7 separate regions of the Mus musculus genome follow, and regions 1, 2, 3, 5, 6 and 7 are each linked to region 4. The links are chromatin contacts, called in public promoter capture Hi-C maps. All regions are on one chromosome and are shown on one strand. The core of a region is the stretch at or near the end of the contact, and the rest is flanking DNA. Distances in the headings are between cores, read along the strand shown.

Evidence for each region. Promoter capture Hi-C pulls out the DNA fragments that hold promoters and counts their contacts.
Region 1: a promoter capture Hi-C map of the HPC-7 cell line shows a contact between it and region 4. The contact joins the promoter of Atp6v1c2 here to the promoter of Iah1 in region 4. A contact is called at or near these places in 6 of 39 promoter capture datasets (the HPC-7 cell line, cranial neural crest, frontonasal cranial neural crest and 3 more).
Region 2: a contact with region 4 is called in a promoter capture Hi-C map of pre-B cells. The contact joins the promoter of Pdia6 here to the promoter of Iah1 in region 4. A contact is called at or near these places in 6 of 39 promoter capture datasets (cranial neural crest, embryonic stem cells, frontonasal cranial neural crest and 3 more).
Region 3: a contact with region 4 is called in a promoter capture Hi-C map of pre-B cells. The contact joins the promoter of Kidins220 here to the promoter of Iah1 in region 4. A contact is called at or near these places in 2 of 39 promoter capture datasets (maxillary cranial neural crest and pre-B cells).
Region 5: a contact with region 4 is called in a promoter capture Hi-C map of pre-B cells. The contact joins the promoter of Pqlc3 here to the promoter of Iah1 in region 4. A contact is called at or near these places in 2 of 39 promoter capture datasets (cranial neural crest and pre-B cells).
Region 6: a promoter capture Hi-C map of second pharyngeal arch cranial neural crest shows a contact between it and region 4. The contact joins the promoter of Nol10 here to the promoter of Iah1 in region 4. A contact is called at or near these places in 5 of 39 promoter capture datasets (cranial neural crest, frontonasal cranial neural crest, maxillary cranial neural crest and 2 more).
Region 7: a contact with region 4 is called in a promoter capture Hi-C map of pre-B cells. The contact joins the promoter of Greb1 here to the promoter of Iah1 in region 4. A contact is called at or near these places in 2 of 39 promoter capture datasets (cranial neural crest and pre-B cells).

Annotation. Positions count from the first base shown.
Region 1 is chr12:17,323,335-17,326,034 of GRCm38.p6, forward strand. It overlaps Atp6v1c2 (ATPase, H+ transporting, lysosomal V1 subunit C2), which reads right to left and starts at 1,396. Exons shown (of 14, transcript NM_133699.2): 1 at 1,296-1,396; 2 at 4-176. The coding sequence starts at 132.
Region 2 is chr12:17,265,251-17,267,950 of GRCm38.p6, forward strand. It overlaps Pdia6 (protein disulfide isomerase associated 6), which reads left to right and starts at 1,339. Exons shown (of 13, transcript NM_027959.4): 1 at 1,339-1,401. The coding sequence starts at 1,383.
Region 3 is chr12:24,973,629-24,976,328 of GRCm38.p6, forward strand. Kidins220 (kinase D-interacting substrate 220) reads left to right here and starts at 1,304. Exons shown (of 32, transcript NM_001081378.1): 1 at 1,304-1,434. It overlaps Gm36236 (a long non-coding RNA gene), which reads right to left and starts at 1,969. Exons shown (of 2, transcript XR_381341.3): 1 at 1,731-1,969; 2 at 1-1,485.
Region 4 is chr12:21,315,064-21,317,763 of GRCm38.p6, forward strand. Iah1 (isoamyl acetate-hydrolyzing esterase 1 homolog) reads left to right here and starts at 1,329. Exons shown (of 6, transcript NM_026347.3): 1 at 1,329-1,449; 2 at 2,313-2,365. The coding sequence starts at 1,369.
Region 5 is chr12:16,998,774-17,001,473 of GRCm38.p6, forward strand. Pqlc3 (PQ loop repeat containing) reads right to left here and starts at 1,345. Exons shown (of 7, transcript NM_172574.2): 1 at 1,040-1,345. The coding sequence starts at 1,182.
Region 6 is chr12:17,347,131-17,349,830 of GRCm38.p6, forward strand. It overlaps Nol10 (nucleolar protein 10), which reads left to right and starts at 1,363. Exons shown (of 21, transcript NM_001008421.1): 1 at 1,363-1,489. The coding sequence starts at 1,424. It overlaps Gm46336 (a long non-coding RNA gene), which reads right to left and starts at 1,272. Exons shown (of 2, transcript XR_001780553.2): 1 at 1,152-1,272.
Region 7 is chr12:16,799,447-16,802,146 of GRCm38.p6, forward strand. Greb1 (gene regulated by estrogen in breast cancer protein) reads right to left here and starts at 1,440. Exons shown (of 35, transcript NM_015764.4): 1 at 1,201-1,440.

The DNA of each region.
Region 1 (2,700 bases), core at 146-2,645, 4.0 Mb before region 4:
TACCTTGAAGTCTGGGATGGCAAACTTGGTGTTGTGGGACAGGTTAGACTTTGAAGTTACATTGTTCATCCTTTCCAGAGCCTGTAAATTTTCCTTATCGCCAGGGGCCGAAATAAGCCAAAACTCAGACATGTTTGCAAGTCTTCCGGTTATCTAGTTACCGACAGGCACCAAGACTAATGCACACAAACAGAAACAGGAGCAGAGATGTGTCTGGTGTCTACTTCACCTTTCCTTACCTCAGAATTAATCCTCTCTGGGCCCTGCCACTCTTTCCATTTGTCACGCCTGGCTTCCTTGACCTTCTAGTTCATTTTCAGCAGCTTTAAGGACATTTAAGGACATGCATTTGCCACCAAGCAATATGTCTGTGCCCCAGGGAAGCCCCCGCCATAGGGAAACCTCTCACCTACCCTCCCTAGGGGGCTTTGATTGGCCCACACTGGTTCCTTGCACTCCCCAGCTTCAGTGTACAGCAGCTCTAAGATGGGCAGACAGAAGGCTAAGCATAGACGGCTTTTGGAGGATCTTTTCTCATCTTGGCTTGTTGTACTTTATGGAATCCAGGAAGGGTGGATGAAGGTGGGAGACAAGGGATTTTCCACAGTATAACATCAGGTCAAACCCAGATCTCAGCTGGCCAATCTTAAGCCAGGAATTAGCTTTAGAAACAAACTTTAAAGAAGTGCCTCAAAGGGCTGCTGGAGTCTTCTGCTGAGGGAGATAGGTCTTGGTAGGACCAGGTAGCTTCCTGGGCCGACAGACCAGCAGTTACATTTCCATAGCCGGTGTAGGGGCCTAGATCTGTTCTGCTCATTCAAATATGTGCACACCTGCACCTTTCCCCTCCGTGCCTGTCACCTCCCTGGTGCATCCCATCCTGAGACATCTGCAGAAAACTGGAGAATCGCCGCGGGATAACGGGTACCCCCACTGAGTCCTTTTCTTCTCTCCTTCCATCTCACCATCTCATAGGGACCTGAGACCCTGCCTATCCCGGTCCCTGCTAACCTTGCACAAACCAAATGCTGTTCTTTCCGACCTGAGTGAATATCGCCTGGGGACAAACTGGCCAGTGAGCAGCTCCTGGGGAGATGCCACCTGCCAAGCCAGGGAGAGTGCGGTGTGGGCGCCGGTTTCCCATGTTCCCATTGAGAAAGTGCACACCCGGACCACGAGGACCCACGGAAGTACGGATTCGACCGAGGGAACGCGTGTCGCCCCTTGTTCGTTGCGGCCTCGACAGCTCCCTCCCCACCCCTGATCCTTGTCGCAGCTCGGCTTCGAGTCCTTACCAGGAGCGACGGAAGACTGAGCTGTAGAAGACACGCGGGGACACCGTGCGGGAGGCTCCGCGGGAGCGCACGGCCGGCTCCCGGGAGGCAGCGGCTTCTATGGTCCGGTGCGCGCCCCGCCCCGCCTTTTATCCCAGCGGGAGGGGCAATCCTGGGCCCCTCTGATATTTGCATACGGGCTGCCCGCCTCCCTTGATGTCCGTGTCGGTGTGGCGCTGCTGTGGACCCAAGCTCAAGCTCCGGAAAGACACTATGCAGGCAGGGTACAGAGGGGATACAAGTAGATGCAGGGGGGCCCTGATCCCTTCTGCGCGTGGGTTTAGCCCGGAGTTGGTGGTAGCTGGGAGCCTGACCCGATCTCCATCCGCAGAACAGAAATACCGGGCGCTAGTAGAGCCACCTCCGTGAGGCAGCAACAAGACAGGATTCTCAGAAGGAGGGTCCCCCAGCTGCAGCCTCCCATTCCCACTTCACCGCGGCCCGGCCCTGTCTCCAAGGATTCACCTGCTCCAGGGAGTATCCGAAGTCCATGCATGAGAGACCGGGTTGACCCACGGAAAGCAGCGCAACAGGTTCACAGATGTTTTCCAACACACAAACACACACACCTGCAGGGAGGAGAGGCTTCTCTACAGTCTGCGTGGGTGCCAGCTTGCCCCTGGTTGCCCAGGAAACACCCATCTCTCCCCACCCACACAGAGGGGATTTAAAGCTGCTGAAGTCGTGCTGAGGGACATAATTGAGGTGGACTGCGTGCCTAGCAGGTGCAAGGCCCTGGGTTCCAGCCCTAGGACAGAAAAAATAATATGGAAAAAAGTTGCATAGGCGTTCAGTGTGACTAATGAGCTCTTACTAGCCCAGCCCAACGTTCATTTTGGTTCCCAGCGAAATTAGACAGACAGATGGGTAGGTAAGTAGGTAGGTAGGTAGATAGGTAGGCAGGCAGATAGATAGATAGGTGATAGATAGGTAGGTGGATGGATGAATAGACAGGTAGGTAGGCAGATAGATAGATGATAGGTAGACAGACAGACAGACTGACTGATAGATAAATATAGGTTCTACTAAGACCAAGCTTAAGTACATATTTTACCTGTAATCAGAAAGTGAAGTCATGAGATAAAAAAAAGTGCTTGCTACCAAACCTGACAATCTGAATTTGATCTCAGGACCCCACATAGTGGAAAGAGAGAACTGACTCCCAAAAATTATCCTTTGATTTCTACAGAGGTGCCTGGGGGGGGGGGCTGCACATCACACACACACACACACACACACACACACACACACACACACACACACACACACACACGCACGCACCAGACAGATTGATAGATCTCTTTAATTCCAGCACTTGGAAGGCAGAGGCAGGTGGATCTCTGAGTTCAAGATCAGGTCTACAGAG
Region 2 (2,700 bases), core at 89-2,588, 4.0 Mb before region 4:
AAAAAATTTAGACAGGATCTCATGTAGTCCAGGCTGGCCACAAACTGACTGTGTCGCCAAAGCTGGCCTTGAACCCCTAATTCTCTTGCTTCCTTTTCTTTAGCGCTGGCACTACAGGTGTGTTACTGTCTTAGTTGGGGTTACTGTAGCTGTGATGAAACACCATGACCAAAGCAACTTGGGGAGGAAAGGGTTTGGTTTATCCTTCCATGTTGATTATTCAAGAAAGTCAGGGCAGGAAGGCAAACAGGATGGGAACCCGGAGGCAGGAGCTGAAGTAGAGGCCACGGAGAGATGTGGCTTACTGACGCGCTGCTCAGGACTTACCCTCAACCTGCTTTCTTATAGAACCTAGGACCGCAAGTCCGGGGACCGCACCACTCACAATGGGCTGGGCCCTTTCAATCACTAATTGAGAAAATGTCCTACTGTTGGATCTTATAGAAGCTTTTTTTTTTGTTGTTTTTGAGGTTTCCTCTAGCTTGAGTCAAGTTGCCATAAAACTAGCCACCATAGTCACCATGCTGTGTTTCTGTGGTGCTAGGGATCCTAGCCAGGGCTTCACGCATGTTACTCAAGCACACCAACAGAAAGGCATCCCCTGCCATTATTTTTCTATTGTGTCTCACTCTGTTAGCCTTAAACACCTTTGTAAATATTGCAAAGCAATACATTTTAGCCCTCACCCCCAGAGCCAAGAACGATAAACCCCGCAGTTTATACTCTGAGGGTCTAGGGGCACATGAGTGAACAAGGCTTTGCAATCAATTTAACAAAATAAAGTTTGGAATGATACTATATACAGAATAAGTTTGGCAAATGGTTTTCACTGAATGCTGAGTCCGCGAACAAAAGAATAAATAAGGTCCCAAACACACTGAAGTCTTAGGACTATTCTCCCGACATAAAGGGACAGTTCAAGGAATGAGAGCTGGAAGGGGCCACGAGAGAGGCAAAGAGGAAAAAGAATGAAAGCCAGGAAGAAATGAGGACCCCTTAGTCCTGGGTTTTTTGTTTTGTTTCAGTTAACTCAGAAAAAAATTAGGGGAACAAGGGGTACCCCGCAGGAACAGGGCCGGAGGTCCCCTGACCCCGCCCCTTCATTCCCCGCCCATCCTCGCCCTGCCCCGCCCCGCTCCGCTACTCCGCTCGCCCCCACCCCCGAGGAAAAAAAAACAAACCGGTAACCTCTACCCGGCCGCTTTCAATTGGCCACGCACATGAGCGAAGTCCACAGAGACCAATGAAAGGCGGCCACGGCGTGGCGAGCCCTTCCGGCCCGCCTCCGCGCGCCGGCGCACCGCCCGCTAGAAGCCGAGGGCGGGACGTGGGCGCGGCAGAGCCGAGGCAGCGGCGGCACGGACAGAATGCGGGTGATCGGCATGGCTCGCCTGGTGCTCGGTAAGCGCGGGCCTGTGGTGGGAAGCCGGTCGGAGGCAGCCTGAAGGGCCGGGGCCGCGAAGCAGGGCCGAGTGGAGGGACGAGTTGCCGGGCCTGCCTGGGGACTTCGCGGCGAGCTGGGTGGGAGAGGCCAGGTCGGGCCCACTACGGGAGGCCCCGGGGAGTCGGAGACTTGCAGCCTCTGCTCCCCACGAGTGCGGTCCGCCTCCGGTCCAGCTCAGCCTTCACTTTTATAGGCAGATAGCAGAGGCCTGTCCCGAAGGTGTCTTAGAAGTGGGCAGTGCCCACTGACCAAGGCCTCACAACTCCTGAGCACTTAAAATGCCTTTGGTCGTCCACCCAGGTGTCCGGGAATGATGTTTAGCGACTCGTGGGCGAATCTGAGGGGCCCTCATCTCCCGGCTGTCCTTGTAAATGGGCCTATAGTTTTTGACATTAGTTAACTCAGCTGATCCTGGCTAGAAAGTAGGAGAGGGAGGTGGATCCCTACACCACTTCTCCCTCCATTTACTAGTTGAGACCCGGAGCATATTTTCTCACTGCTCTGCCAGCTTTTTTCAACCGTGTTCGCCCCATGAGCTATAGTACATATTTAAAGAGAGTAAGCAAGAAAAATACTACTTTCTGGGTTACTGTAGAGAGCAGATGAGAGGGAAAGATTTAATCTTTGGTTTTCCAGTGAGTGCCTGTGAAAAAGTGATTCTATCAATTAACTCATTATTTTAATAAGGTAGTCAGCCTTTTTTTTGGCTACCCTGCTGCCAGCGGCTGCCAGGCAGAAATGTTACTGGTGTGAATTTATAACACCCTTAACTGCTACAGAGATTGAATGGGAAGCCACAGATGGCAAAACCATCTGCACGCATAGATTGTGGACCCTGGGAGTTCTTTTTTTCCCGGTGGTGCTCATTATCACTGTGTAGAGTGGCCATGTGAATTTTAGAAGCAGGATTTGATGGGTCAGCATTGACCTATTCAGCCATAGTAAACCACCACCACCACCCCGGGTGGGGGTGGGGCTGTTGCTTGGAGAGCAAGTGCAAGGAACAGTGTATTTGATTCTTCCTAACCCTGTTAGATCATCTTAGAGCCATCAGTTGGTAGGCTGAGGCAGAACTGGGTGGTTCCACTTCTCTTGGCCATTAGGGCATCAGGGGAGCAACATGTTCTCTGCAGGCTCCCACAGGGATGGAGGCTCCATGCCTCAGGAAGGCATTCCTCTTCCATGGCTGATATAGTAAGACTTCTGTCTTTACACTTTGCCTAGTTCCTTGAGAGCTTCTCTTAACAGATGGCTAC
Region 3 (2,700 bases), core at 54-2,553, 3.7 Mb after region 4:
CAGCCTCTAACTCACAGAGATTCCCCCTGCCTCTGCTTCTGAGTGCTGAGGGCAAAGGTGTGTACCACGAAGCCCAGTGTGTCTATTAGCAGAAAATACTGGCCAGTTTGCCCTGGCAGGGTTTGAAGGGGAAGGCAGGCAGAACAGGGCAAGGTCTGTGAGGGCACGCCTTCCAAGAGCCTCACTCCCAGGTGCTGTGGGGAACGGGCTCCACGGATGGGGGGGGCAGTACTGAAGAGTTTAACTGAGAAGTGCTTAGTGTCCTGACAGATAAGAAGAGTTCTGGGTAGGGAGAGGAGTTGAGAGAGTCGGCAGCCCATGGGGGAGTAAAAGGTTTAAAATAGATCTGAGTGATTAACACAGGAACTGCTTAGACAGTATGGGGTGATATGTGAGATAACTTTCCACTTCCTGTGGGGGTCCCACTCACTTCCGGAGATGGATCAGGAGGGAGCCTATAATATCGGCCATATTGGGGATGAGACTGACCGTGGGCAGAACTCTGGAACTCTGAATTAATTAAGGTAGGTGGAACCTGGGAAGGAGTACCATGCCTGGAAGAAGACTAGGAAATGGGTGTCAGGAGGCCCTTTGAAGGGAATATTGCCAGGATGGGGTTGCTGATGGTGGTCAGGGATCAGTTAATAGCATTTGGTGATACTTCTGCAGAGGTGGGAAGAGCAAAGTCTGGAAGGGCCTTGGGGGGTTGGGGCGGGGGGTCCTCAGCTGGAAGGAGGCAGTATGGACGTCTGCGGAGGCAGTGCATTCTTCCGATGATGGAGAAGGCAGATTTCGGACTTCTGGACCCTGGAAGGAGGAACTAAGCGACTTTCATTTGCAAAGTGGGCAATGGCTTCCAAAGTTGTAATTGTTGTTTATTTCTCTGAATTATTGCTTATAATGCCAGGTACGGGTTATAAATTAACTTTCAAAAGCGCGAATGACAGGGAAAAATATTGCCTGGGGCACCTGTGAAAAATACACTAATTTAGCTGGGTCAGCTGGGAGGTGGAGGCAGGAGGATCGGGAGCGTAAAGGTCATTCTTGGCTACATAGCAAGTTTGAAGCCTGCTTGGGCGACTTTGACTCTGTATCAAAACCAACCCAACCCAACCCAACCTAACCCAACCCAAACCATCTGAAGCCAAACCAGGCAAAGAAGCAATGTTTCCATTCCTTTAAAATAGAGGGAAGGGCGTCCAAGCCACTTCAGCACCTGCAACTCCTCCCACACTGCCCCCTCCAGGAGGCGTGGCCACAAGGAGCACCGCCCACCACACGACCACGTGACCTGTCAGTTCCTGACTCCTAGGAAGATGGCCGCCGGGCGTGGTGCGGGCATAGCTGTGTGCTCTTGGCGTCTTGTCCTCTGACAAGGTCTGCGGCGCTGTTCTGCAGAGCTGAGGGCGCCGTCTTCGGCCAGGCCGTGACACGGTCAGTGCGGAGGCGGAGAGGTCGGGTGAGGCAGAGCGACAGTGTCCGAGGCTGGGGGAGGGGGGAGGGGAAAGGGAGACGAGTCTGTCGGTGGCACCGGAGAGGGGGAGGGGGCCGGGATCGGAGGCTGGGTGCGGGGCGTCCGGGCGTCGGGCGAGGTCGGTGCAGCCAAGCGCGGAAGGCAGGCGCTCCGGTGCGGCGTTCTCCCGTGGGCACTGACTCCAGGCCCAGGCCGCTTTCCTTGTTGTCACACCCATCACTTAGTGAGTCCCGCAGCCGGTGCCCCTGAGCCTTACCTTCTTGGTTGCTTTGCTTTCCAGGGAGGAGAAGTTGTTTTCTTCTGTGCTAAATTGCCGAACCCACTGCCCCCATTGTCCTGTGCAGGCTTTTAAACGCCTTGCAAGATGCCCGCAAGCCCCCGAATAGAACGCGTCCATGTTTGCTTTGTGGGGATTTGTATACATTTTTTTTCCCTAGGTTGTCTTCACGTTTAAACCATTTTAGACCATTTTCTCATTAATAACTGTTTGTGGAGCTCTCTGCCCCCTAGAGGTGCTTGCTAAAAATGCACCGGTTTTGCTTTTCAGAGCTTCCCATTTCTTGGTGTGGGGTGTGGCTGAGGAAAAACCTCTTGGAGGTGATTCTGATGGGTTAGTCCCCCGCTCTCTTTTTGACGCTACGAAAAAACAAAGCGTCTACAGTAAAAGGAAAAGACACATAATCTATTTTTAAGGGCAGTTGGGTGTCTGGTTCAGAGCCAAGACTGGAAATGCTGTGGCAAGGTGCGTTCTTTGTTCTCAAGCTTTACAACGACAGTCAGTCAACTTGATCAGACCGACTTGGGGGTCCTTGTTAAAAATTTGTTTCTGAGCTTCACCACAGGCCTGCAAAAATGGGACTATTTGGGTCAGGAGACAAATAATTGCACACCAGTTTGAGAATCCTTTTAAACACTCTGAGAATGGTTTCCAGATTTATCTTTGGCATCTCGTTTCCATAAATTCTTTTCTCTTTTTCATTTTTTTCTACCTTCCCTCCTTCCCTCCCTCCCTCCCTCCCTCCCTCCCTCCTTTTTCTCCTCCTCCTTCATCCCCCTCTTCTCCTTTTTTTCCTCTCCCTCCCTGGTCTTCTTAATATGTAGCCCTGGTCTGCTTGGAACTGATAGAGATCAGCCTGCTTCTGCCTCCCAGGCCCCTGTGCCACTACATCATTCTCTAGTTATCAGCTCTTTAAGGGTATCCCCACAGCCCCAATCAATTCTAAGGT
Region 4 (2,700 bases), core at 79-2,578:
GTGCCACAGCTTTGAAACCCCTGTTCTCCACACCCTTACCCAATTCCTTGGCTTATGATTCTAAAACCACCACTTTTAGGACTCATCTGTTATGGGATCTACATGTTCAATTCAGAGATGGGGTTTTATGCCTCAGATGTAGTGTGAGTTAGTTCATTAGTCTGGTTTTCTAAAGGACATAAAATTCAGACCAAGGAGAAAGTGGGTGGAGCTCAGTGATGTTTCTCTGATGTTAAAATTAGTCAGTTCAAGCCAGATTCAAGTACATAAAAAACGCAGGTTTGTTGGGCCATCAAGTTCACTGGTCCCAGGGCTGTCAAGATGGCTCAGCGGGTAAGACCACTGACTGCTCTTCTGAAGGTCTGAGTTCAAATCCCAGCAACCACATGGTGGCTCACAACCACCCGTTATGAGATCTGCTGTCTGAAGATGGCTACAGTGTACTTACATATAGTAATAAATAAGTCTTGGGGCTGGACCAGAGCAAGCAGAGGTCCTAAATTCAATTCCCAACAATCACAACCATCTGAACAGCGTACTCATATACATAAACAAATCTTAAAAAAAAAAGTTCATTGACTACTACAGAAGAGTCCAGCCCCTGTGCTGGACAGTCCAGGGTTGGGGGCAGGGTACCAGGTAGGGGCTGAGCAGCGATGCTGAAAGAACCTGGAGGCCAGGTTTGCTATCTATGTAAAATAGCAACACTTCAGTTCCTTGCTGGGATTGTCACCCTTCTCAAGGGAGTGCTTCTCCTTCAGAGCACACTATCAAGGCAAAGAACTTCGCCCATGTAGCCTGTCTTGTCTACCTACCCTCTTGGGTGTGTAAACGCTCCGGTGCTTTGCTAACAGTGTAAATCTGACTTCCTTAAAATGAAATTTCTATAAAACAGCCAAATTCCCATGTTTTTGGCCTATACCAAAAGCCTAGGGCCCCCATAACATACAAAAATTTATTACATAAAACTAGAAATTTCCTTTTAATAGCTGGGGCATGTGATACCGTGAAGTCAGGCGGTCTACAGTGAGGGTCCCTAGACACCTCTATCTTTTACTGTGCCCATCAAGTCCAGTACTGGAAGAGGAAATCCTCCACTTGGGCATGGCCAAAAATGGACGAGTGCTCCTGCTAAAAACGAGATTTCCAAGCACCACAGCTATCCCCAGTCTCGGAGAGGCGGGGTTGGGGTGAACCGGTGGCAGGACTCACCCGGCCGGGGACACTCGCTTCAGGAGACCTGAGTGCAAAGAGGTTTGATCTGGGGCTCACCCCGCCCACGGCTAGCCCCGCCCGCAGCTAGCTCCGCCCACGGCGCGAGGCTCCTCCACATCCGGCGCAGCCCTGCGGGGTTTTGGGCTTTCTACCATGTCGCTGTGCGAGCGAGCTGCTAGCGGGAGCGCTCTGCTCTGGCCTCGCGTGTTGCTCTTCGGGGACTCCATCACGCAGGTACCCGCCGCACCCTCGGCTGCATCCGCGTGCGTGTCGGAGCAGTCCAGGCGCGGTTCTCCCCCACCCCACCGTGCTCCGCGAGCCGGTACGGATCCCGAGCTGCCCGACTCCCCCGGACTCTGGATGGCCCGGTGCGCGTCGGGGTGCACGGGAGCTTAAAGGGTCCGCCTTCGCTTGGTTGCAACCTCCTGCGGGTTCTTCACCGAAGCTACTTTGAACTTTGAACCGACTAGTTCACTCCTCTCTTCCTCAAGCGGCTTAGGTCCAGTACCAAGTGGTTTTTGAAAACAATGCTTTCAACAGCATGAAAAAGTAACCCTATCTGAAAACATATAGTTCCCGATTGAGGAAATTCTTCAAGATGCCTTCCTTCAGGGAGATTAAAAAACAAAACAAAACAAAAAAAGACGCTTCTCCACAATTTACTCGTACGCGGGCTTGGCTTTCCCTAGTAATTGGCAACATTGTTTTTAGATATTGGGCATTAAGTTTTTGTGAGTGGGCGAGATGGCGCAATACTGCTGGAGGATTGCCATGACTGTCAGGGAAATCAATAGAGCATAGGCTTCCTTAGTTTTCAGCTGTGGAGAAATGGGATAACATTATGTCAGCTGACTCAACATAGTTGAGCTTTCTGCTGTTCAGATAACGAATGTCTCTAATGTTAGGTCACAGTAAAACCCTCTCATGTCCAGAGAGTTTCCAAGTGAAGCCACAGTAATTCTCAAAATACCTTCCCAAGCAAGGAAGGCAAGAAAGAAGCCTGGGAGTGTCTAAACGGAGTCTGCATCTAACAGGCCTGGCCCACCACCATGCCATAGTGTATAGCTGTGTGGGTAGTAACAGACTTCTTTCTTCAGTTTTCTTTCCAGCAGGGTGGATGGGGCTCGTTGCTGGCTGACAGACTAGTCAGGTAAGAACAGTTCCTAGATTGTACTTGGCTACTTTCTGGTGGGAAGCATAGTCAGAGTGAATGGTGGAGGCTTTTATCTGCTAGCTTTCCCCTCCTGGATACATGTTAAAGGAAAGGAATTCAGGTTCAACAAAATCGAGTTTCTACCACATGGGAACCAGCAGCACTTGTATTGGCTGCTCTGCCTTCCTGGAACCTTTCAAACCAGCCTGTTAGTGGGTTCCTAACGTTCTGTACCCGTTTGGTTAACGTCTATCGGAAAGTCCATTTTAGATGTACCTTGAGTCACCACTAAAATGTATAGAATTAGACCCTTGTATGGAATTCATATCTCA
Region 5 (2,700 bases), core at 95-2,594, 4.3 Mb before region 4:
GCCTTCTGGCCACAGAACTGGTCTTAACCCTGCTAAGCCCACCTACTGCCTCAAAGGGAGAAAGGGAGGCCTTTGGGAGTTCCAGAAAGAGCCTGCTATTTACAGCACGACCTACTGCAAGACCCTTCCAGATCCCGGGGAACATTCCATGGCCAGAGCTGTTTTCTACTGGAGTCAGCTGTTGGATTTGAGACCATCTCTGGTTGAGTTTACGAATTTAAAGCCAGGCAGCAAAGAGTTAGCTACAAGCAGAATAGGAGACGTTGGGCTGGCACTCTGTAGGCATCCCTGAGCTTTCTATTCAGTCCTGCATCCTGAAGCCTCAGCTTCAGATGCCTATGAAGAATTTAGCAAACCAGAGGTCAAATAGCTCTCCTGACTTCACACCCGCATCCTCTGCCACAGCCAGACTGTCACTTTTGCATCCTCCAGTCTGTCTGTTGCCTTACCTCTCACCCTGACAGCCTTCTCCCTTCTCTGAAATTCACATACTCTTGTACTGTGCAGCCTTACGGGCCAGAGACCCTTCAGAGCCCCGCCTACCATCAAGCGTCCCTGGAAAGGTACACCTTGAAGCACCGCACCCCTTCCCCAACTCTATAGATGGGCGCGCCCCACTGAATGGACACAGGACCAATGGGTGACCGTGGGGTGAGGCTAGTGTCAAACCGAGAGGGCTCAGCCTGGTGCAAGATCACAGGACTTAGGGGTGTGTTTTCCGTTTGCTTTTTCCAACCAAAGTTTTACAACTTTGCCCCTTACTCTACTACATAGCCAAGGCTATTGAGAACTTGGCTCCTGCAGCAGTCACAGGCCATCCCTACCCGTTGGACCCCAGCTCAATTTTCAAACGTCTACTCAAGTTCCCCATCTTCGCTGAATTTGTAAAATGGGCATGCTCAGGCAAATCGTGGAATTTGGGAAGAAGCAGGGGAGGTGGGTGGGAGCGCCCCGGGTAAGCACCTCCTAGCCCCGAGCCCCCGAGTTAACCCTTGGTTTCCCGGACTCCCAATTCCTCGCAGGCCTCCCGGGACCTTACCCCGCCAGCTCCAAAAGTAAACTAGGGAGGCTGATGCCCCGCGCGCTGCGCGCCGCCAGCTGCGCGTAAATCTGCGGCAGCTTGAGTGCGGCGCAGACGCCCAGCGTGCTCCAGTTGCAGAACCATAGCAGTCCGGCCTCCATTCTGCAATCTCGGACGTGCCGGGCCAGGGGGGTTCAGGATCTTATAGGTGAGAACCGGAGGCTCAAAGTCCAAAAAGTCCTTCCGCCTTGCCGCCGGCCGGGTCCCGCCCTGATCACGCCCCGAGCTGCTGTGCAGCAAGTGCGCTCCGCCCCGAGTCTGCTCCACTCAAGATGCTCCCTACCCCTTTAGTCTGTTCCGCGCCCGTGCGCCCCGCCCAGAGTCTGCTCCGCTCGGAGCGCACCCCGCCCCAGTCTGCTCCGCTCCTAGCGCACCCAGCTCGGAGTTGGCTTGGCTCGGGATGCTCCCTGCCCTGTGTCTGCTGTGCTCCCGGTCCTTCCAGACTCCAGGGCGGTGGTTCTGTCCTGCCCTGTGTGCGCACTGCCTGGAGTCTGCTCTGCTCCCGGTCCTTCCAGACCCCAGGGCGGTGGTTCTGCCCTGCCCTGTCAGGCACTGCCAACTGCTGATTCACTTTCCGGGTTCCACCCAAGGGTGCTCCTCCTCGCAGAGTGGAAACGCCCGAACAGACTAGCCTTCTCCGGGGTTAGGTGGGCCCAGGGCCTACACACACACACACACACACACACACACACACACACACACACACACACACACACACACACACACACACACACACACCAGGACACACACACACACACCAGGACATTCACCCATAGGCTCATTTTCCTGTTTTCTCATGCAAATTGGCCTTGAACTAACTAACTAACTAACTAACTAACTAACTAACTAACTCTCTCTCTCTCCCTCTCTCTTTCTCTCTCCCTCTGTGTGTGTGTGTGTGTGTGTGTGTGTGTGTGTGTGTGTGTGTGTGTGTGTGGCCTAAGCCAGCCTTCAACCTCGGATCCACCTGCTTCCGCTTTCCAAGTGCTAAGATTTCTAGTGTGTGCCACTGCACCAGGCCGTTGACCTTGTGGTTTGAGACAGGATCACGCGACCCATGTTGGCTTTTTCCTACCTTCTTTTGGCAAATGCTGGGATTACAAGCTTGTTCCATCGTACCCTCTGAGAGCCCACTCTTTCCAACCTTCCCTCCTCTTTTTATTTTTATTAGGTTTTGTTGTTGTTGGCATGTGTGCGAGTCTGTGATTGAGTGCTTGTGTAAACAAATGGACAACCTCAAGTGTCATTCCTCCAGGACTGTGTACCGCCCCCCCCCCACTTTCCCTTTTTAAGGTGGATTCTGGGGATCTAATTCAGGTCCTCAAAGGAGTTGGTAGATGACTATTGATAGGGGATGTTGCTGCTGTTTCCCCTCGGTTGGGTCCATGCTCTCTCTCATATGAGGGCAACTGATCGCTGGCTGGAGAGCTCAGGGCCCATAGCACACCCTTGGAAGGTGAGTGTAGTGGGAGTGTCATGAGGTCCCTCTCCTGTAGTGCTTATAAACTGTAAACAGTAGCTTTGGGGGAGGGGGAGGGAGGCTGACAACCTGACTGCAGTCAGTGATGCAGTTTTCTTTCCTGAGTCATCACCCATGCTGGGTGGTGCAGTGCCTGTAT
Region 6 (2,700 bases), core at 113-2,612, 4.0 Mb before region 4:
TTCATTCTTCCCTTTTTTAATACTACAGAGATGCCAAGGTTTAGATCTTCAATATGGGAACCAGAGGCAGAAACGGGCTACTCTACAGATTTAGCCAAGGTGACTATGAAGACAGCATTGAGCTAATAAAAAGTGCATGGTGGAACAGTGAATTAAGGAAGCTGGTTTTAGAAGTAGGCAGTCATGGTGCTGGCAGGCAATTGTGGTGATAAATAGATCACAACTAAGGTCTGGAGGCCAGAGAATTTTCTAGTTTTGAAGACACAAAATAACTTTTGATTGAGTTGAGATATTACACGCTAAGTTTTGGGATTCTAACCTCTTTATACATTTATTTATTTATTTATTTTTGTTGAGACTGTAATCCAGGCCTTGGTAATTCTCCAGTCTCAGTCTTTTAGACACTAGAATTTTAGGTGGGGGTCACTGTGCCTCGCTTGGGAATTGGCAATTCCTCAGTCTAATTTGGAATACGAGCACAAGAAGGTACTGTTTCAATCACCTAAGTCAAAAATTCTTGAGCACATCTATGGGTGATCCCAGAGGAAAGATCAGTCGTCCCAGAAAGGAGTGAAGCAGCTGTTTGAACTTTAAGGGGCTGACAGGGACCTGCAACTCAGCACAAGGTGGTCTGAGTGGTGTCTACATGGCACCATCTTAAGACCTGGGAGTCCGGGGACTGTGCCAACACTACTTGATAGAGAAACAGCACAGAAAAGTTCTGTAGCAGATCGCTCTGCTCAGAAAGAAAAGGCTTCCACCAGAGTACAAGCCTTTGCAAAGCCAGCAGGAACTAGTGAGCCATGGCCCAGGGGCAAATGAAGATGAAAGCACCCGACCGTAGTTGCCGAGAGGGCTTGAGTGGACCCTGACTATGAGAGCGTAAGTGCCTATCAAAGAGTCGACTGGAGCCAGGGTTTGATAGTGGTTTCACATGACTTTGGAGAAAGCATTACTTAACCATTCTCTCTTTCCCAGACTCGTCTTTTCATAATGTGTTTGGAAGAGGATATAGAGAAAGACTGGCGAGGGTCCTCTGCTGTTAGAAAGTCATCCCAAGGCCTCTGATGTGGACAACAGAACTTCCTAAAAATGGTAAGTGGTTATAACTGTCACATTCTAGTCTCAAACGATATCAGGTTCAAACTCACTTCCCCATCTCATGCTTTCTCGTACGATTTTTCTTTTCATTTTCGCTTTTTCCAACCCCAGAGCACATCTCCCCGGACCCGCTCTTGCCGCCTCTAGTGCCTCCGCCCTGGGGCAGCCTAGTGAGCGCGCACTTCCGGAGCCAGGAAGTGCGTCATCAGCTCGCGCCAGTTCCCGCACGTTGTGCCGGTTCGCCTCGGGTTTGGATGCTAGGGTATTCGGGTGGGCCGGCGTTCTGTGACTGCGTGCCGGGCTCCGGCTGCTCCGCGCTGCGATGCAGGTCTCCAGCCTCAACGAAGTGAAGATTTACAGCCTCAGCTGCGGCAAGTCTCTTCCCGAGGTGAGTTCTCGCCCCCTCGCCATCGCCCTGGGAGCGTGTATCTCTAACTTACCATCGGCTGACCGTGGTGGCTGGTTTTATGTCAACTTGACACAAGCTAGAGTTAACTGGAAGGAGGGAATCTCAATTGAGAAAATGCCCCCATAAGATCTAGCTGTAGGACACTTTCTTAATGATTGATGGGGAAGAGCTCAGCCCTTGGTGGTGCCGTTCCTGGGCTATGGCTCTGGGTTCTATAAGAAAGCAGGCCCAGCAAGCCAGTAAACAGTACTGCTCCATGGCTTTTGCATAAACACCTGCCTCCAGGTTCTTGCCCTGTTTGAGTTTCTTCAGTGATGGACCGTGATGTAGAAGTGTGGCTGAAATAAACTCTTTTCTCCCCAAGATGCGTTTGGTCATGGTATTTTATCACACTATAAAAACCCTAAGACAAGACCGTTGTTTTGCCTGCATTGGGTTCACGTGTAAGAACGTGCTAACTGTTTAGAAACTACTCTCACGTGCTTTAATTAAAAACCTTATTGCCTGAAAACAGTCAGAGCAATACAGTCACAGACTGCAGAGAGGAGGACTGTGGCTCACCCTTAGTCTGTTTAAAGTCTCATCCTGTTCCAAATGCAGACTGCCTTGGTGTATACTTAGGGTCTAGGGAGGTGAGTTCACATGTTTAGAGATTATTTTGCCATAACTAGTAAGAATAGTACATTGACTTTTCCCTTTTAGAAAGGATTTTTTTTTCTATTGGGGGCATTTAACCTCAAATTTATTGACGTTTTAAGCTGGACAAGTCTTGTTGCTAGTGTTGTTTGCCAGCATCCCTGGTCCATACCTACAAGATCCAATTGTGATGACAGACTAAAATGTAAAGACTTGCCATAAGCCATCTGGGAAGCAAAATTGTCCCGGTAGAGACCCAGCCACTCAGTGTCACGATAACTGACTAGTGCTTTGGTTGCTGTTCATTCAACTGTTGCCTGTAGAAGAAAATCAGCTTCCAGTGAATGTGCTGGTAAAAACCACTTCTTATCCAGGGTCGTCTATTAGGCCAGTCATAGGTCTGTTTCTATTCTTTGTAAGAAATACATTTGGCTGGCAAAGAGACACGTTTATAATCCCAGTGCTTAGGGCGCTGAGACAGGACATTTGTGAGCTTGTGTTCAGCCTGGGCGACAGAGCTTACATTGTGTGACTCTATCTTAACACAGGAATAT
Region 7 (2,700 bases), core at 190-2,689, 4.5 Mb before region 4:
CAGTCTAAGACTACAACTGCTGTCCCCATGTTTAAAACATTTTAAGCCACAAACCGCTTTAGTCACCTTCAATAACAAGAAGGGCCAAGGTGGAATGCCAATTTCAAACCAAAATGACTTCTAACTCCGTGAAGAATACTCTTATCAGAATGAGGAAGAACGGATATCCCGAAGCAAATGTTGCGGGATAACCAAAAGTCACAGATCCTACTGTAAACTTTAAATGAGCCAAAGTTCAGCGTGGGAGGTTGGGGGGGGGCGTAAAGAAACTAAGAAAACCGAGATGGACTCTAAATTAAAACTCCCAGCAACATCAGCCCACCAAGCAATGCAAACTCAGACCTGCACACGTCTTTTTGAGACTAAGTTCAGAATCATCTTGTGTGACGCCCATTGTTAAAGGCAAAAGATTGTCCTTGATGGGACTAAATGGGTGTTTATTTGGTTAAATTTACACATTCATGGTTTTAAAGGGCTAATAAAACAGCATTTCAAGCCCTGGGGCAACACTTGACTCTATAATAAAAGTTGATTCAAGAAAAACTTCAGTCTATAAAATAGGTAATTTCTTTTGGTTGCTCCTCAGGACCAAGGATTAAATGAGGTTTGACAGCAAATGGCCCAGTGTCTCTCTGCATGGAGTGTCTCCTGGCCTTCCTCCACAACCCTAACCCTGATCACTGGTGGGCTGGCGGACGCGTGTGTGTGTGTGTGTGTGTGTGTGTGTGTGTGTGTGCGCGCGCACACACACACACACACACACACACACACACACTTTCTTGGACTTCAGCCAGTAGCCTTTGTTTGTGGCTCCCAACGGAGATCCAATAACCAAACTCAACCAATGATCACCACAGCCACCAGCCTTTCACAGGCTGGCCACTCTGGGAAGAAGTCCCATTTCTCCCTTGTCCCACGTGCTGCAGAAGACGCGGCTGCCACCACCCCCGGGGGGCAGCGGGCGGCAAACAGCCTCCCCAAAACGGAGCCGCGGTGTACACAACCTGGAGCAGTGCTGTCTTTTTCCTAAAGTTCTTACCTACGCAGCCGAAGCCTTCACCATGTGCCAGGAGCGCTCTGGCTCGTTCTGGCTGTGGCTCTAGATGGCTCTCTCACTCACTCACACACACGCGCACACACTGACATGGACACCTCCCACACCCCTTGGCGCAAGACCCCCAGCCCTGCGGCCACCCTCACCTCGCGCCCTTTGTCCTCATCCGGCGTCCTCGGAGCCCGCGCTACCGGAGCCGGCGCTGCGCAAAGCCCGGAGCCGCGGAGCCTGAGAGTCCGCCCGTCCGGGTCTTGCGGGCCACCGTGATTGGGGGGCGGGGGGGGGGGGCGGCAAGGGGAGACCTGAGCTGGGACTGCTGCTCCGGCTCCGGCTCCGTCCAGGTGTAGGCACAGGAGATTGGCTTGCCCCGTCCCGTCCCCGCTGCAGGCACCCACCGCCTCGCTGGGTTCTCACGGGGTTCCCGGTTTGGGAGGGGTCCGCGCGGAAGTCGGAAGCCTCCGGGGACAGAGGTCATTTGTTGCTTGGCCACAAATGCCCGAAGAGGAGGTGGGGTTGGGAGGACGAACCAGTGAGCAAGACCCCCCCCCCCTCCCAGATGTCTCCACCCGGCGCAGGGCGTGTCTGTGGACCGCAGGACAATACCCCTGCAGTTCAAGCCGACAGAGGTAGGGGACTTAGGCCCCCAACAGTGGAGATTGATGAACGCCCTACAATAAGGAAGTTGCCTAACATCAGCAGAGGAAGAGCCTGGAACCCCTAATACTAGCGGGTGGAGCCAGAACTTTCCCTGATGCGAGAGTGGGTCAGAAGGATGAGCACTGGAGGGAAGGAGCAAACCTGCACTTGCCGGTGCAAACCTTTCTGGCCCCTGTAACACAGAGGTGGCTGCGAGCAGCCAGCAGAGAAAGTGGGGGAAATTGAGGGAGCCAGACCACAGAAGGAACCCATGGTCATCAAAGCTTCCTCCTCCTCCTCCTCCTCCTCCTCCTCCTTCTTCCTCCTCCTCCTCCTCCTCCTCCTCCTCCTGCTCCTCCCTCTTCTGGAAATCCCTGTGTGTTTAGAACTTGCCAGAGACATCCCGAGCACCTTGTACCCTCCTGCCATTCAAGAACCCCAGCCATGCTAGCGAGATGCTAAGTGGGTACAGGAGCTTGCAGCCAAAAACTGAACCCCTGTGTTGGATCCTAGTTACTCACTTGAGGAAAGGTAAGAAGCAACTGCTGCAAGCTGTCCTCTGTTCCCCAAACTGCAACACACATCGAATAATAATAACAACAACAACAACAGCAGAGCGCTTGAGCCAGCCTCACAGCCAAAGGTCCTAGAAAAACAGGGAGCCTGTCTGACTAGGAGCAGGAGACAATAGGAGAATAAGCATCAATCTCCCACAAAATGGGCAGGTTGAGGAATGCTCTCCTATCCCCACTTTCCTAATGGCAGGGGCATCAACTTCCTATTCTAATTAGGAACTATTCCAAGCACAGTCGAGACTAGGAACAGTTAACATGATGAGCCCCGTGCCTAAGACCTAGCCAAGCCTAACTGACTGCAGATGTTTGTGTAATGAAATTATTCAAGAAGTAGTCCTGTCGATAGACTGATTGCCTAGGATGGGGTGAGTTCCCCAGCCATACATAAATATAAGTCAAGCTTGGTGGCCCATGCCTGTAAAGTCAGCTCTCCAG